Regions from separate parts of the Sus scrofa genome. Here region 1 is linked to region 2. Evidence: chromatin contacts called from public HiChIP or PLAC-seq data. All regions are on one chromosome and are shown on one strand. The core of a region is the stretch at or near the end of the contact, and the rest is flanking DNA. Distances in the headings are between cores, read along the strand shown.

Region 1 (6,012 bases), core at 2,850-5,349, 440 kb before region 2:
GGGTCATATTTCCTTTTAGACAAGGAGCTGGCTGTCACAACTCAAGCCAGCAAATTGTCGTGATTCTCAAACCAGATTAATCTACTGAGAGACAAGTAAGATGAAGGTAGTGTCTGCATTATCTGAATTGTTGCCTAGTTATTTTTTTCCCCCCAAGGGAATCAAACAGAAAGTAGATGGAAATTCAGAATTTCTCTCACAAGAATGAAATCGCTATCAAGTTGTATTCGTTCCAGAAGCATTCAGGGTATCTGAATAGTATAGAGCATCATGGTCTATGCATGTATTTAGCAGAAATTAAGTTAAGGGACTGTGTGTGTGTGTAAACTCACACATGTAATTATGTATAGAATATAATAATTTATCTGACTACAAATCAGATCACATAAGACCCAAGCTTAAAACACATAGGTAGCTGTAGATACACAAACACACACACACACACACATATCAGTTAATATCACCAAATTCTACTGCTCGCATAGATTTAACCAATCATCCTGCTGGAAAAAAAAAAAAAAGAAATGGGAAAAGGAATATTAATAATTCAGACAAAACTCTACAAACTACTGGAGCACAGTCCAGTGTCCTTTCTTCCTGAATCAGGGTGAATGATGCTCTCTTACTGTAAAAAAGCAAGCACTATCTTAAGCGAACAGAGGGTCCTTGAAGGCAGAGGTTATCTGTCATCCCCTCACAGGGTGCTGTTCAAAACAGGTGTTTCCACAAGCTTACTGGATGAGTAAATGGCCAAACTCAAGAAAGACAAGCATCCATAATACTGCTATTTTATTAGGAGAAAAAAAGCACATGTATGATATGGTTTCTCAGGTACTCAGGAATGAATTTTTAGATCTATCAAAACAATCAGTTATCAACAACTCTCAGTCACGAGAACAGAAGAATTTCATGGGCTAGGGAGCAGAGAGAACACTTCTTTGAATTTATGAGCCAGGTTATTTGGGACATTGCATTTATCTTCCTAATCCTGTCTCCCGTAGCTTAGCTGGCTTTGTAATCCTGATGCCTGAGTTTAAAATCCGAACGTGGCCTCCTGTCATTTTTAGGTAAGACTCAGGTCCTGAAGGCGGCCAGTGCAGCATCACCCTGGCGGGCTTCTCCTGGAAGCCACTCTCCCACACACACCCTAGAGTCACAGGATCGTCATGCCTCCTGGGTCTTCTCCCTGGATTGTACCTGCTCCTGAATCACCTGCAGCATCAGTTCTCAAGTGATTAGGATGCTACACACCAACCATAAGAGGAAGCATAGTGTCATTTTCCTTGGAGGTTTTGTAGCTTGCAATTACATTTTTTTTTCAGATGCACCCCCAGGAAATGGAAGTTTCCAGGCTAGGGGTCATATTGGAGCTGCAGCTGCAGGCCTATGCAACACCAGCCATGGCAACATCAGAGCCAAGCTGCATCTGCAACCTATGCCATAGCTCACGGCAATGCCAGATCCTTAACCCACTGAGCGAGGCCAGGGATTGAATCTGAGTCCTCATGGACACTGTGTCACATCCTTAACCCTGCTGAGCCACAATGGGAACTCCTGCAACTATATTTTTAATTTTTGTGATGAATAGCAATCTCCCCTACTGGAGCATGCTCAGTGCTTGATAACTTTGTATTGGAAAAAAACAGCAGCATGAATGTATGGATGAATAGATGAATGAATTATTGAGCATGAAGGTGGAAGTAGGGAAACTCAACCCAATTAAATTATGAGAAGAGAGCTCTACTACAGGTCAGAAACCTGAAATCCCTTTTTTTCTTTTTGGTCTTTTAGGGCCACACCCGCAGCAAATGGAGGTTCCCAGACGAGTGGTCCAATCAGAACTGTGGCCACTGTCCTACCCCAGAGCCACAGCAATGCTGGACCCAAGCCATGTTTGCGACCTACACCACAGCTCACAGCAACTCCGGATCCTTAATCCACTGAGCAAGGCCAGGGATGGAACCCACATCCTCATGGATGCCAGTCGGGTCCCCTAACCACTGAGTCATGATGGGAACTCCTGAAATCCATTTCTTAATTTGAATCTACTACTTATCAATGAGCCTGGGCCATTTAATTGATTTCTTGTGAGCTGCAATCTAAATAATCAGATCATAACACCAACCTACAGCTGTATGGGTTTTTGTGAAGATCAAATGAAACAGCACTTATTTTAAAAGCTAACACATGGTATTTAAACTTAAAGAACTATTTTAAATGGGTGACAGATAATCAACAAGGGTGATATACTTAAATTCCATAATTCAGGCTAAATATACTTTGCAATAATCTTAAAGAAAATTTTGTAATTACATCAGATTCTGGGTTTTTTTTTTTTGGCTCTCTGAATCCATGGCATATGAAAGGTCCTAGGCCAGGGACAGAACCCAACCTGCAGCTGTGACCTACACCACAGCGGTGGCAATACTAGATCCTTAACCCACTGTACCACAGCAGGGACTCCCTGGTTTGTCTGATTTTTTTTTTTTTTTAACCTGTGGATTTATTTAACTATTAATTTGAACACAGAAGACCTCAAAATCCTTTGGCTCCTTCAAGTCACAGAAAGTCTTATTGAACTAATATTTTAAGTGCCTAGTTCCTTACATTAGTTATAATTTTGAACTTTATTTCAAGAAAGCCCTTCTCTCCTGGCCATTTAGGCCTGTTCCTGGCACAGAGTCTTTCTCTTTGTCTGCCTCCAGGTTCTTAGCCCTGTACCCTCTGCTTGGTTCCTACCATGTCTGCCCCCAGGAGGGTGGACGTAGGAGGAAGGAGAGGTGAGGCGCTAGGAAAGGTCTTTTTGCTAGGCATTGGCATGGGCTGTGGTGTCTCACACTCTGGCATAGCAGGGAAGGACAGAGAGGTGAACACTCTTCTTGGTGTGCTTTCCTGAGTACCCTGAAGGCCACCTCTCACCAGAAGATCTGGTGTTGGCTCAGTGGTCCTCCTGTGGATGGACCTTGCCCTGTCCTGCAGAGTCCTTGCCACTCCGGGCAGTCACGTGACCTCAGCTATCCAAGGTTTTTCTCCATGGCCTCATCCAGTCCATGGGAAACACACCTTACTCACCTCTTCAACTTGTCATCAGTGGCTGGAGACTTACTTGCCAAGCAGTTATCTGCTCTGTGTCCCTAGGCTATCCAGCTAACCTCCCGTACTTCTTCTTCTTCTTTTTGAAATGGTGTCCCTTCAATGACTAGAAACAAATCACAAGATTGCAAGATTTCCATGTGGTCCCATGAAAGTCTCTCTCTCTTGATGTTTCATTGGGGAGTGTGGGGGGGGCATTTCTCCCTTCTCATCCCTCCTCAATAAGAAATAGATGTTCACCTCTCTCTCTTTCTCTCTCTCTCTCTCTCTCTCTCTCTCTCACACACACACACACACACACACTCACACAGGTTATTTCAAAGTCTCTCTCATAGCTGGTTTCTAGCCTCTCCACCTCTAACCCCTCTCCTAGGATAGAGAAGAGTTCAGTTAAGAACAATGACAGTCACTTTGAACACCTTCTTTCCAAGGTCTGTTTCTGTGCTCTGGCTTTTTGCCTTGGAACCCGAGAGGCATCACCCCCCATCATTTCATAATTAGCTGGCCGAATTTTATACCCTGCTTGTTCATGTTCAAACCCCAGAAAGACACACGTTGCCCATTTAAAATGGTTAAGACCAAGTTCTCCTTTTCTGGTTGTTTCTTAAATCCATAACACCAGTATCAGGAGAAATGCAAATAAAACTGTTTCTCTGGTGAACACAAATTCTAGCAGCCAGGAGTCCTAGTTTTCCGCAGAGAAATAAAAGCAAGGCAATTAGGGATATGCCTTACACCACTCTCCAAAGACTCTCCAAGGGAGAATTCTGTTATGTGTTTACTACTAGAATTCAGAAAAGGAGAGTTCAACTCTAGAGTGTGAAATTAGTGAGCAGAATCTAGCAACCGAGCTGGCCAGTATTCCCTGAGGAATAACCCAGTACCCAATTAGAACTAGGAAGGAGCAGATGCAGAGAACTGAGTTCTGGTGCCTGAGCCAATAGTAAAGAATGACAGCCTGGAGGATCATAGATGCAGAAAGCCCACAGCTGCCTGCGGCTGTTGCGGAGCCAAGCAGGAAGTTAGTCAATACCCCACAGCAAAGCCCGAATGACAGTGGGGACCTGAATTCTACCAGACTGGTTTGCACTTCCTATTGCATAATAAAAATGAATGTCACGGAACTCATAGTCTCCATCAAGACACAGGCTCCTCACAGGAAACTATAACAGCCAAAGGCGATGCTTTGAGAAGTGGGGTGGTGGAGCAAAAGATGGGAGAGTGGGTTTTCACTTATTTCTTCGACTTTTTTTCAATGAGAATGCTGAACTCATATAATAATAATAATGGTAATAAATTATTTCCATTTAAGGGAAATGAACAAAACTGACACAATGGCTAAACTCATTGAGTTAAAATGACACTCACTTGGTTTTGTTCTTAGTCCATAGATCAGGTGGATGGTTCTTCTGGGCTGGACTGAGCTCACTCATGCACCCATGGTTGGCTGTGGGTCAGGTAGGTGTCCCTGCTATTTCTTGCTGCACTTTCTAACGTGTTTGGGGGTTGGCTGGCTAAAGGCTAAGGACTCTTGGCTTTCTTCCATATGTATCTTATTTTCCAAGAGGCTAGCTCAAGTTTGTTTACATGGTGGAGTAGGGTTGGAAAAAGCAAGTGGAAGCATTCATGGCCTCTTGAGGCTAAGGCTCAGAACAGATACAAGGTCACTTCCATTGCATTTGATGGGTCAATGGAAGATGCAAAGCCAAGCCAGATTTAGGGCATAGGAAAGAGACCTCACTTCTTGATAAGGAGCTATTAAAGCACTTTACAAAGAACACAGATACAGGAGGAGGAGAATGATTGGGAATAACTGGGACAACTACAGCATGCCAGAAGTCCCTGGCCACATGAAAAATACAGAAGAGGGAGAAGAGGATAGGGTTTGGGAATTATGTTGCCATATTAAAATGTTTACTACTGATCAGGTTCTAAAAGTTTACCTTTTTCATCCACACTTCTGGGAGCGACCTGTAGAGAACACGCTATCTATCCCCTCTTAATTGCCTGGTTTTTACTTGTCATGCTGGCACAAAATTTAATACCACTTTTTCCAAGAAGCCTGTCTGAATGACAGTGAATAAATCATATGATCGGGTCCAGCATGTCCCCCCATAACATTCATAAGAAATCTGGTATTTTATTCTCTGTTTTCTCTGCTGGACCAGGAGCTCTGGGAGGGTGGGATCTGGTCTACCACATTTACCTTGTGCCCCTTGCACCCCCAGCACCTAGTTCCTGCATGACACAGGATAGATGCTCAATAAATTTTTGTTAAATAAACACAATGGAGGCGTTCCTGTCATGGCGCAGTTGAAACGAATCCGACTAGGAACCATGAGGTTGCGGGTTCAGTCCCTGGCCTCACTCAGTGGATTAAGGATCTGGCATTGCCATGTGCTCTGGTGTAGGTTGCAGATGCGGCTCAGAGCCGGCGTTGCTGTGGCTGTGGCGTAGGCCAGCAGCTACAGCTCCTATTTGACCCCTAGCCTGGGAACCTCAATATGCTGTGGGTGCGGCCCTAAAAAGACAAAAAGACCAAAAAAAAAAAAAAACCACAATGGGAATGAATATCTGAATTAAGAGATGAATGAGGAGCTCCCCAGTGGCCTTGCAGTTAAGAATCCAGCATGGTCACTGCTGTGGCTCAGGTTTGATCCCTGACTCAAGAACTTCTGCATGCTGTGGGTGCAGCCAGAAAAAAAACACGATGGATACATGTCAAGTTGAGTTTTTATTAAAGAAACCTGTACATCTGCAGATGTTGATATTTTCTTGTTATTCGCATATCCTTGCTAACGTGGTTTTAAATCCCATTCGTTGTTACCAAGCAGAAAAGAAACACTGTGAGGAATGAAGATTACTTCTCCAGGAGTTCCCGTTGTGGCTCAGCAGTTAACGAAACCAACTAGGATCCAT
Region 2 (6,732 bases), core at 32-2,531:
GCTGAAACCCTAAACCCTCCCTCCACGGACCTCATTCCTATCAGACACAGCAGTAATAAAGTCAAGTGGCCCATGGAGTTCCCGGCGTGGCGCAGTGGTTAACGAATCCGACTAGGAACCATGAGGTTGAGGGTTTGGTCCCTGGCATCGCTCAGTGGGTTGAGGATCCGGTGTTGCCACGAGCTATGGTGTAGGTTTCAGACGCGGCTCCAATCCCGCATTGGCCGGTGGCTACAGCTCTGATTAGACCCCTAGCCTGGGAATTTCCATATGCCGTGGGAACAGCCCTAGAAAAAGACAAAAAGACAAAATAAATAAATAAAGTCAAGGGGCCCAGATAATTCTTCACTCTTAGATTGCCCGAAGAGTGAGTCTCTGCTCTTCCTACTCTGGGATTCCTGATTTCTGGGATTCCAGTGGGAATCTAGACAGTCATGCCAAGGAGTATATAATATGAGAGATCAAGTGAAAAAGCTTCTGTGATGTTCATTATTTACATTGATTTGACCAAGACCAACGGGAAGAGCTGGTGGCCAGCCATGTAAGGAAACTCTTTACTCTTGACCTCTTCCTCCAATTTCCTGTCATGTGCTCCAGCTTTATGAGCGTTATCAAATATGTCCAACGCCATCGCCAGCTATGTTATTAAATAATAGTACCAGATTCCAAACGACTTCGTATACTTATCAATAAAATTGATCTGGAATATTCTTTGGTTTTAAGAAACACAGCAAGAGCCAAAAACACTTAGCAACTATTTTTTTTTTTAATTCATCTTAGGTGGTTCCATCCTAATCCTTGCCCAATGCTAAAGACCACAAAAGAGATGTATCTGAAAATCTTTCTCAGCTAAACTGGCTTGAATGACAGAGGCAACGTGTCTTCTCTGGGTTCAATCTTTCTGTTACACCTCAAAAAAGCAATCTTTGGAGAGGAGGAGAATTAAAAAATGATATTTTGCTAAATGTGATACTTACTACAATTGCTGAGTCTACCGTAAATTCCCCTTTGACTCTTCCTTGTTCATTTTACCTTTCACTTTTGCTCAGGGAAATAAGCCTAAGGGTGCACCCCGCCTTCCATGGCAGGTGGAAACAGCCAGGACTTGAAGACTTCCTCCATGATGGAGAAGCTTAAGCCATTAATGCAGGTGGTTTCCCTAACCTTGAAGGGAATGTGAAAATCACTGCTAATCACAAAGGGGAAACAGCCATGTGTCCCACCCTCCCAGACCATATGTCTTTTGCTAGAGGCAAAACCACAAGCTAAAACCACCACAGATATTTCTGCCTTCCTTTCCTACAAATTTAAGTAACTTCTCAAGAATTGGCTTGTGTTGAAACAGCACTTTAACCTCATAAACAATTGCATAAGCGTTAGATAGATGTTACATTGTCTGAGAAGTCAGTTGTGCCCCCAGGCACACTGAGATGCCTTATTTGTTTTGAGCCATTGACAATGAGAACATAGATGGGAGTCCTGAGGACTGAGGTCTCTTCCTGCTGACCCCTGGGCCTTTTTATATAATCGTGGACAAATCATTTCCAGGAATTTCTCAGGAGTGTGTATACCCATATGCAACATGCATATATTTTCTCTTTTTTTTTGTCTTTTTGCTATTTCTTGGGCCGCTCCCGCGGCATATGGAGTTTCCCAGGCTAGGGGTCGAATCAGAGCTGTAGCCACCAGCCTACGCCGGAGCCACAGCAATGCGGGATCCGAGCCGCGTCTGCAACCTACACCACAGCTCACGGCAACACTGGATCCTTAACCCACTGAGCAAGGGCAGGGACCAAACCCGCAACCTCGTGGTTCCTAGTCGGATTCATTAACCACTGAGCCACGACGGGAACTCCCTGCATATATTTTCTAATGTATGTGTCGTGGGTTGAATTGTGTTCCCCCAAAAGGGCGCCCTGAAGTCCTCACCCTCAATACCTGTAACTGAGACCTTACGTGAAAAGACTACAGATGGAATCAACGTAAGATGAGGTCATACTGGATTAAGATGGTCCCTAAACACAATGACTAGTGCTCTTATAAGGAAGAAATGCAGAGACACACAAAGAGGGAAGAAGGCAGAGACTGGAGTTATGCTGCCACAAGACAGGGGATACCGCACATCTCTGGCAACCACCAGAAGCTAGAAAAGGCAAAGGAGAGATACTTCCTTGAACCCTTCAGAGAGCACTTGGCCCTGGGACACCTTGATTTCAGACCTTTGGCCTCTAGAACTCTAAGAGGATAAATTTCTGTTGCTTTAGGCCACCCAGTTTGTGGCAATTTGTCTTGGCAGCCCCAGGGAACTATTCAATATGCACATATGCACACATAAAGTATAGGTGAAAAAGAAGATTAGGGTGGGATGCAGAAAAGCCATAAGAAAAACTGTCTCTGTCTCCCAGTTTTACAATATAATTGAGAGACTAGGTTAAGTTCACAAAATGGCCAGCCAGCAACTGCAGGGCAACATAGCACCACATGCCCAATTTTATGGGATGTGTTAGAACGATCAAGTATGAAATCAAGTCTTTAAATGGAAGGATGAGGTTGGTGCGTTGGAAGACCTAAAATTTCAAGTGCTTCTTAAACAGCTTTGAGCCCCACAGGGGCCCAAAGACCAGACCAAGATATGTTCTCTTGAAGCCAGAAACGCCCCGCACCCAATATGAAAGAGAACACCCACTATCCCTCTACCTGCAGGGCAAGCTGCACTCCCCTGTGTCCTAAATTTCATAGTTTCACATCTCTGCCAGCCCCCACAATTGTTCAGACAAGCCAATCACACCCCCAGAGGCACCAGGTACCCCACTCTCCTGCCATTGCAGAGCCCACCCCCACAACCTCCCCAGGTTCACTCTGTTCCCAAAGGCAATGATCACATGGCCCTCTATGGTGACTTTTGTCCTTCTCCTGGGGGCTGTGAGTATATGTGACTATTAAACTGCTCTCAGTTTCATCTGCCTGGTGTCAAGTGTCCTGTGCCCAGCAGTCCCTAAGGCCTTCAGGTAAGAAGCCCTCCTTCTCCAAGGAGATGGAGAGGATGCCAATAAAACAGTTAGGAAAGTTCATTCATTAGGGGCAACAAAAGAGCCCTAGATTAGGTACAATTGAGCTGGATTTGGGGGGGGAAGTACATAGCAATTAGAGAAGAAAATATGGGAAAATACAGATGTATAAAAAAAGAGATTACCAAATTTTAAACAGAGGCATTCACTTCATCACTGGAGTGAGCAAAGGATCACCTTTCCCCCGTAGGAGTGATTGGGCTGAAAGAGTACTGAGAACCCATGAATAACACTTGGAGACAGAATGTAAGGCAGAGACCCAAGACCAATGGAATTCTTTGCTTTTGTGGGGGGTAGGGGCAGGGAGGGTGCCTAGGGGTTGCCACAGCTTGTGGAAATGTCAGAACTTTAACGCACTAAGAGAGGCCAGGGATGGAACCTGCATCCTCATGGATACCATGTCAGGTTCTTAATCCACTGAGCCACAATAGGAACTCCAAATTCTTTTGAAATGAGGTTTCCCACACCATACTTACACATTAAAAGTGACTGAAACTAAGAACTATTAGAGAAATGAATTCAGCCTTTTCAGTGGAGATACATGAATTTTCTTTGATCTTTATATAGCTTTCAGAATTCTAAAAACATTTATCTGGGATAAAAATCAAGCCAACTTTGAAGTTCTTCAGAAGGCAATCACCTAAGCCCATGAAAAGTTTGCCAGGCTAGTATCATTTTCATCCAATACATGTTATTACCAAAAAAAAAAAACCTTCTGGGTTTTTCTTCAAGAAAGCAGCATCGGTGTATGTTCAAATTGACAATATCTCCACTTATATTTTTCTCCTCCATTTAAAACTAAAATTTTCTCCTGTTTTAATAAGTGTAATTTATTTACACTTTATCCAGTGATTGAGTTCAGTACTTTATTATTTATAATCTTTGTTTTTTTACATTTTGAGGGCAATAGGGAATAAGCTACATTTTCCTGTTGTTAACTTTTGAGAACCAGAGACAAGAAGTATTAAAACATCCTTTAAGCCAACAGATGATCATAGCTTCTTAAAAGTAGAAAATGGAATTATTGGAATATCCATGTGCATTTTTGCCTACCATTTTTCAGGTGTGTTTTATGAGAATTATGAAATAGCTACAATGGAAATGGGTAAAAGAGAAGGAAGAGAGTTAATAGAGCTGATTTACTCTAAATGAATAGTTTCAGGATAACATTTTTTTAAAATCAGCTTTATTGAGGTATAATTCGCATACAATAAAATGCACCCATTTTAATTGTAAAAAAAATAAATAAAATTTTCCAGATCTGCCACCCAGAATTTGTAAATACAATATATGTAATTTAAATATATGTATATTTACAAAATATACTACATGTATGTATATTTACAACCTCATTGATCTCACTTTCCTGCCAACCTACACAATTATTAAAAAATGTATACACTTACTACATGTATGTATTATACTACATGTATGTATATTTATATAATACACTACATGTGTATTATATTATTTATAATTATACAATATATAACATGATATACTATATACCCCATCTTGTTGATTTCACGAGTTTGGAAAACATACCTTGTTTTAAAATTACTAACATATAGTTAAAAAGAATATGACATAATATTATCTATTATATACGTAATACAGTTATATAATACCTGTGTATGTGTATAACATGGAGATATATGAGAGATATATAAAACACACCTGAGCATGCACTCCCCTGCTTGATGAGAATTGATGATTGATGATCAGTGAGTTTCAAGAAAGGCTTTGAAGGGATAATATTGAGCTCTGCGAAGAGCACAATGCTGTCCCAAATTGAAAACATTTTTGTCTTCAATTTCCCATCTATGACTCTCAAATTTCTATCATTGCAGAGGTTATTTCATTCATTTTCACACCACAAAGTGGAGTAAAACCCTGAACAAATTCTTTGAAATTCTAACCACTAGGATTTTAAGGGAGGAGGATCAATCCATGGATAAAATGATATTTTCCATCTATTTATTTTATCTATTCAATAAGGTTTTTTTAAGCACAATGGACATTTTGTGACCAGTTTCCACCATCCACCAGATCAGTTGTGGCTGTATCATCTTGATGAATGTGGCCTGAATCTCATGTTACCTTCTAACCTTTTTTTATGCCCTGTTACATCTCTTTATTTTTTCCAATTGTCCTCACCTTTTAGAGTTTATAATAGTAAATGCATGCAAGGGGGTACAGATATTAATTATAAATTATTTTGAAAACGCCAGAAACTTTGTCTCTTTCACCGACATTTTCATAATGATTTTCTTCTGTTCCTTTTATTTCCAGATAACTGAGTTAGAATATCTTTGTTACCCAGCCTTTCAGAAAGACCCTTGGACCTAATTTTAATCATTGGTAAAATAAAACTGTATGTAGCAAAGTGAAGGAATGTCTCTTTTTCCTCATCAGGAACATAAATTCTAGAACAAAAATTAAGGTTTTGAAGCTTGTCATAAAAAACAAAAACAAAACAAAAAAACATGTATGGAAGTCTTACTTAGGCAGCAAACGCGACAAGGAACACAAGTGACAGTTGTCAAGCTGCTGTACTTGTCTGCAAATAAAGTTCCCTACCCCGTGGCGGATGTACCTGAAAGGGCGGAGATGAGGTGACGGAAGATTTGATTGGTGAAACTGGATCTTTCTAACATTCAGGTGAATTAGGCACCGACCCTAAAATGTCAGAAGGCACGGTGACCTAAAAATCCTCTTGTCCCTGTTATTAGTGATGAGAATACTATTTCTATTATTTAGTCAAATAATAATTTTATTCTTAAAATTCTAAAGTCATGGGAAAAATCCGCATCATCAGTTCACGGTTCACATATATCAGTTCATTTTTTTTCCCCTCAACTTAGATGCGTTTGTATTTTTGTCATGTTGATTATCTCATTAAAAAGCTCAATACATTTGACCTTGAGTATCTGTATTCTCATATATTTTTGAAAACTTTGTGTTTAAACTTTATTTTTTCTAGTGTTAATCACTTGGCTTTACTCATATCTATATTGCCTTGATATTCTCATCCTGTTTCCTGACTTTTCAAATTATTCTTTACAAAAGACTGCCCAAAAAGTCTCTATCGCCTTTCTACTATGATGTAACTGAATTTCCATTTAATCTTATTTTTGTTTTTCTGCTTCTAGCATTTCTTTTCAGGACAATTGTCTGGGCAACTTTTACAATTCAGTATTCCTACCGACTCCTTTACCATGCTTCTATAGTCTATTGAACTAGCTCATGTATTTTTTTACATTCATTTTATGTTTATAACACCTGAATTCATTAATCTCTGGTAATGTTATGCCATTCCTTGTCTTTTATTAACAAAGACATTTAAACCACCTATTGCTATGCAACCTCCTAATTATCATCTCTTCAGCAGTATTCAGTCAGCTTCCATTCAGGTTAGTATATCAATTCAGTCTACTTGTGAATGAAAGGCATGTAAATATACTTTGCAATGGAAAGAGCACAATGAGATTTAAAACCAATATCGGATATGGGTTGAGAGAAAAAAGAAAACTAAAAAGATACAAGATAGATGGATTCTTTTTAAATATACCATTTTATATCAAAATGTGATTTTGTTGTATGCTTTTATAATCCACTTGTTCCAACAGGACTTAAAAAGTTGAAGTCTTAATGTGTAGAAAAG

The links. HiChIP or PLAC-seq counts read pairs in DNA pulled down with a chosen protein or histone mark.
Region 1: a contact with region 2 is called in an H3K27ac HiChIP or PLAC-seq map of alveolar macrophages. The contact joins two enhancer-like sites. A contact is called at or near these places in 1 of 5 promoter capture datasets (liver), 18 of 47 Hi-C or Micro-C datasets (alveolar macrophages, brain, embryonic fibroblasts and 12 more) and 1 of 2 datasets of contacts at active chromatin or transcription factors (alveolar macrophages).

Annotation. Positions count from the first base shown.
Region 1 is chr15:127,229,173-127,235,184 of Sscrofa11.1, reverse strand. All of the region lies in intron 6 of NYAP2 (neuronal tyrosine-phosphorylated phosphoinositide-3-kinase adapter 2), which reads right to left. Among named protein-coding and RNA genes, the nearest start is that of NYAP2, 200 kb to the right of the region's middle. Within about 2 kb of position 4,099, at least 3 of the 83 cell types and tissues checked have an H3K27ac peak or open chromatin away from gene starts, as enhancers often do. A contact at or near this core is called in alveolar macrophages, where this site is marked.
Region 2 is chr15:126,787,975-126,794,706 of Sscrofa11.1, reverse strand. No RefSeq gene overlaps it. Among named protein-coding and RNA genes, the nearest start is that of DOCK10, 80 kb to the right of the region's middle. Within about 2 kb of position 1,281, at least 1 of the 83 cell types and tissues checked has an H3K27ac peak or open chromatin away from gene starts, as enhancers often do. A contact at or near this core is called in alveolar macrophages, where this site is marked.